Linked DNA regions of Macaca mulatta: region 1 is linked to region 2. Evidence: chromatin contacts called from public Hi-C data. All regions are on one chromosome and are shown on one strand. The core of a region is the stretch at or near the end of the contact, and the rest is flanking DNA. Distances in the headings are between cores, read along the strand shown.

Region 1 (2,700 bases), core at 66-2,565, 110 kb before region 2:
CTGCCTCCTGGGTTCAAGCAATTCTCCTGTCTCAGCTTCCCGAGTAGCTGGGACTATAGGCACCTGCCACCACGCTCGGCTAGTTTTTGTATTTTTAGTAGAGACGGGGGTTTCACCATGTTGGTCAGGCTGGCCTCGAACTCCTGACCTCGGCCTCCCAAAGTGGTGGGATTACAGGCGTGAGCCACCACGCCCGACCAGGAAGCATTACTTTTAGTGCTGTTTAAAATAATAGGCTCATGCATGTAACCCTAGCACTTTGGGAGGCTGTAGAGGGATCACTTGAGCTCAGGAGTTAAGGCCAGACTGGGCGACACAGGGAGACCTCCGTCTCTACAAAAAATCAAAAAGTTAGCTGGTTGTGGTTCTGCAGGCCTGTGGTCCCAGCTACTTGGGGGACTGAGGCAAGAGGACCACTTGAGCCCAGGAGGTCAAGACTGCAGTGAGCTGTGATCACACCGCTGCACTCTAGCCTGGGCGACAGAGGGAGATCTTAAATAAATAAATAATAAAACTGACCGAAACTCCGCTTGACACGCAGTAGCCCTCCATGCAGCTGCTTCCCACCTCTTGCTCTAGCAGCCCGAGCTCCGCCAAAACCCCACCGTGTTTTTCCACCCCTGTTTCCCTCGGGGCTCCGACGGAAGCACACAAGTCCCAGAGCGAATAACCCTCCTCCTCTAGCCTCGTCCCTGAAGCCCGAGTCCCCCACTTACCACAAGTTAGGGACGTGTTGAGGCCACGGAGAAGGCCAGACCAGGACATCCTGCCGCCTGGGCCGTCCCTGTGGTAGGGATAAAAGATTCAGAAAGGAGGGAAAAGTGGCCGATCTGCAAATGCTGGCCGATCCGCTCTCAGGACCTTCTGGGTTAAATCAAAAGAAATACCTCTATAGGTCTAACCAAAGGCCCTCATGCTGCTAATAGAAAGTGCCTCCGTAAATTTAGCCTCGCTCTGAGTGGGCTCCCGAGAACCCAACCACTCTCGCCCGCACACAGCAAGAAGTGGGAAACTGGGGAGAGGGCCTGGTAGATTTGGAGGACCCCGGGATTCCACCGACCTCACGGGCCCTACCGGTGAGGTCGCGGACACGATGAATCCTGCCTCCAGCCTCTTCCGGGCGCTATCCGTGCAGGGATTGGCTGGTTCTGCCACGCGTCACTGAAGAGGCGGGACACAGACGACGATTGGGTGACGACCGACTCTATCTCGGTCGACCATCCTCAGGATCTGATTGGCTCGTCGCGATCAGGATCGCTGCTTTGCAATTGGTCTAAACGCAGAGTGGGTGGGACGAAGTGCCGCCTTGTCCCCGGTCCAAAATGGCTGCGTCCATGGTGCGGCGCTTGTGGCCTTTGCTGACTCGTCGGGGGCTCCGGCCCCATAGAGGCTGGATCTCCAACGGCAGTCCAAGGAGAAGTTTCGCTACAGAGAAACGAAACCGGAACCTCCTGTACGAGTATGCGCGCGAGGGCTACAGTGCACTCCCTCAGCTGGACATAGAGTGGTTCTGCGCATGTCCAGAAGAAGCCGCACGCGCCCTGGAGCTCCGCAAGGGGGAGCTGCGCTCGGCGGACCTGCCCGCGATCGTGAGTGTGCCTGCGCCGGCCGGCGGGAACAGGCTGTTTGTTTTGCGGAAGAATTGGGTCTGCAAGATGCCCTGCGGCAGGGGGCGAACCTATTGTAGGAATTTTAGTTCCTTCCCAAGTTAGCCAACGTCTTGTGCATGGCACCCACTTATGTGCCAGTTGTCCAGTGAGTGCTGAGGCTTTACTGTGTGCCAAGAATGCCTACTGTGTCCTAGACACGCATTATGCGCTTGTTTCTTACTGCTCACTGGGTACCTACTGTCCTCTAGGAACTTGCGATGTGACATTGCCCTCCGTGCTCCAGCTTCATGGCAGCCTTTCCCTAAGACCACAAAGGAAAATGGGGAGCCAAGTGTGAATCGGACGGGGTCAGGGCTGGGGTGTGATGGAGCTCTTGCCTTTGGAGAGTGAGATAGGGAGAGTTCTGCATCTCCGCCACACATAGCAGGCAGTTAAATAGAGTTAATGAATGAATGAATGAATCCATTAGTGGATGGTTCTATTAACCTGATACTTAAGGTGCAACTGCTATGTTGAATTATGTGGTGAATAATAATAAAATTGCTACCACTTATAAAAGGGAATTAGGACCGGGTTCACGATATCTCTGTTGAGGTGCTAAGGATAGTGGGGTCCCCACTTCTTCCCATTCCTCTCTTAGACTCCCCTACCAGCCTGTTTGAAGTGCTTTATTCACTTTTACCTCGTTTAATTTTCACAACAACTCTATGAAGTCGGTGCCATTATTTCTCCCATTTTATCAGAGGAACTAAGGCTCCGAGAAGCTAATTCACTTGCGCTAGGTCATGCAACTGGGAAGTGGCAGAGTGGGAATTTTAACCTGTGCTTTCTGGCCCAGAATCCACTTTTTTTGGTTGTTTTTTTAAGAGATAGGGTCTTGTTCTGTCGCCCAGGATGGAGTACAGTGGTACAATTCAAGCTCACTACAACCTTGAACTTCTGGGCACAAATAATCCTCCCACTCAGCCTCCCGTGTAGCTGGGACTACAGGCAGATACCACCACGCCCGGCTAACCTTTTGTATTTTTTGTTGAGACAGGGACTTACTATGTTGCCCAGGCTGGTCTTGAACTCCTGCGCCCAAGTGATT
Region 2 (2,700 bases), core at 79-2,578:
TTTTTCTTTGAGACCAAGTCTCTCTCTGTCTCCAGGCTGGACTGCAGTGGCGCTATCTAGGCTTACTGCAAGCGCCGCCTCCCAGATTCACACCATTCTCCAGCTTCAGCCTCCTAAGTAGCTGGGACTACAGGCGCCCGCCAACACGCGCGGCTAATATTTTGTATTTTTAGTGGAGACGGGGTTTCACCGTGTTAGCCAGGATGGTCTCAATCTGCTGACGTGATGCACCCGCCTCGGCCTCCCAAAGTGCTGGGATTACAGGCGTGAGCCACCGCTCCCAGCCAGCAGTTTTAAAGTACTTTTTATGCCTTCGGATAGCTGGCTTTTACCAAGGGAGTTTCGCTTTTTTTTTTTTTTTTAAGAACATGAACTTTTTTTTTTTTTTGAGACGGAGTCTTGCTCTGTCACCCAGGCTTGAGTGCAGTGGCGCAATCTCTGCTCATTGCAATCTCCGCCTCCTGGGCTCAAGCCATTCTCCTGCCTCAGCCTCCCGCTGGGATTACAGGTGCCGGACACCGCACCCAGCTAATTTTTGTATTTTTACTAGAGACGGGATTTTGCCATGTTGACCAGGCTGGTCTTGAACTCCTGACCTCCCGCCTGCCGCGGCCTCCCAAAGTGTATTACAGGCGTGAGCCACGCGCCGGCCTAAGAATATGAACTCTGGAACCATGTAATCCTACTTTAGCCCTTCTGAAGCCCAGAGACCTTGAACCTCGTGTCTTCCCGTGCCTGAGTCAGTTTCCTCTGCATATAGTGGGAAACAGTACGACCTCCCGGTGGGAGTTCATATACAGTCAGCGCTTAATGTTGGCTCGTCTGTACTCATTCCTTTACGTGGGTAAACTCACAGTAATGCAAGTTTTATTTTTAGTTAACATGATATATACACATGCATGATGACAAGCTCTGCTGCCATTATGTCCTTGGACGTTTCAGCTGTCGCCAATTATTCCACCATTATGAAACAGCGGTGTCATGAACTTTAGCAGGAGCTATTTTCTTTTCCTTTTTGGACTGAGTCTCCCAAGCTGGAGAGCTGGAGAGCAATGGCTCTATCTCGGCTCACTGCAAGCTCCGCCTCCCGGGTTCACACCGTTGCAGGAGCTATTTTCTCAGGCCAGGTTCCCACTGGGGCAAAGGGTCCTTTTCTGAGCTTGGCTCTAACTATGTAAGGCAACCGGAACTCGGCTGCCCTTAGTAAAGATGGCGGGGAGAACGGCGTCTTTGCCTGTCAGGCTGCGGCATCGGTGCCCTCGCTCAACATGGCGGCCGTTTGTGCCCGCCCCTTCCGCTAACTGGTGGGTTACTCGGTCCCAACGCCGTAGATGAAGGCGGCGGCGATGGCGGCGGGGATAGTGGCTTCTCGCAGACTCCGCGACCTACTGAGCCGGCGTGAGTCACCTCTTGACTTATGGTGGTGTATCGCGCTGTCGTGCTGTTATAGCAGCTGTAGGACGGGGAGGCCCATCCGGGGTCACGAAGGGCCCGAGTCCCCTAAATTCAGGGGTGCGTGTGCTCCCTTTTGAAGGGCTCCCTAATTCTATAGGCCTGTGTCTTGGAGTCTGGGGTCATCAAAGGCTCTTCCTTTCTCCGCAGGATTGACAGCCTCCAACTACTCGGGCCTCAGTATTAGCCTTCGCCTCACTGGCTCCTCTGCACAAGAGGAAGCCCCAGACCACAGCTATGAGTCCCTTCGTGTGACATCTGCGCAGAAACACGTTCTGCATGTCCAGCTCAACCGGCCCAACAAGAGGAATGCCATGAACAAGGCCTTCTGGAGGTGTGACCTGCAGATCCTGGAGGCCTGCCTGCTGGGGGAGGCGGGGGCTGCGGGACTGAGCCAGAGTGGAACCTTGTGGGGAGATGGACATGAGGGCAGGGTATTCCCACCCCATTTGTAGCCCTTCACTCGTTGCTTCACAGAGAGATGGTAGAGTGCTTCAACAAGATTTCGAGAGACGCTGACTGTCGGGCGGTGGTGATCTCTGGTGCAGGAAAAATGTTCACTGCAGGTACCAGACGCTCTTCACACACCCTACCAGCCTTCCCAGCTCCTGGCAATAGACAGTGGAGCAGTGCTTCTTAATTAGGATTTTAAGCAGCTTCTAACTTACACTTTTTTTGCTGTTCGTTTTGTTGTGTTTGTTTGTTTTGAGGCAGGGTCTTGCTCTGTTGTCAGTCTGGAGTGCAGTGGCGCAAACTCAGGTCACTGCAACCTCTGCCTCCCGAGTTCAAGCAATTCTCCTGCCTGGGACTACAGGCGCGGGCCACCACGCCCAGTTAATTTTTGTGTTTTTAGTAGAGACGAGGTTTCGCCATGTTGGCCAGGATGGTCTCGCTCTCCTGACCTCATAATCTGCCTGCCTCAGCCTCCCAAAGTGCTGGGATTATAGACGTGAGCCACCACTCCGACCCCTAACTTACAGTTTTATCTGTTTTTTGTGTGTGTGTGGTTTTTTTTTTTGGGAGACAGGATCTTGCTCTGTCACCCAGGTTGGAGTGCAGTGGCCTAATCATAAATCACTGTAACCTCAAATACTTGAGCTCAAGCCATCCTCCCACCTCGGCCTCCCAAAGTGCCAGGTTTACAGGCAGGTGCCACCAGCCCTATCATTTTTTTTTTTTAAAGGCCTAATTTAAAACATTCAAATATGAAAATTAGTCCAACAGAACATGACGGGATCATAGGCTCTG

What was found. Hi-C and Micro-C count contacts between places; a contact is called where the count stands out from the background.
Region 1: a Hi-C map of cortical neurons shows a contact between it and region 2, with 2.4 times the contacts expected there. The contact joins the promoter of SARS2 here to the promoter of ECH1 in region 2. A contact is called at or near these places in 2 of 14 Hi-C or Micro-C datasets (cortical neurons and fetal cortex germinal zone).

Annotation. Positions count from the first base shown.
Region 1 is chr19:50,028,731-50,031,430 of T2T-MMU8v2.0, reverse strand. It overlaps SARS2 (seryl-tRNA synthetase 2, mitochondrial), which reads left to right and starts at 1,315. Exons shown (of 17, transcript XM_077982690.1): 1 at 1,315-1,589. The coding sequence starts at 1,323. MRPS12 (mitochondrial ribosomal protein S12) reads right to left here and starts at 1,102. Exons shown (of 3, transcript XM_015123882.3): 1 at 1,061-1,102; 2 at 717-784. The coding sequence starts at 765.
Region 2 is chr19:49,922,392-49,925,091 of T2T-MMU8v2.0, reverse strand. It overlaps ECH1 (enoyl-CoA hydratase 1), which reads left to right and starts at 1,328. Exons shown (of 9, transcript XM_077982737.1): 1 at 1,328-1,398; 2 at 1,603-1,786; 3 at 1,930-2,018. The coding sequence starts at 1,332.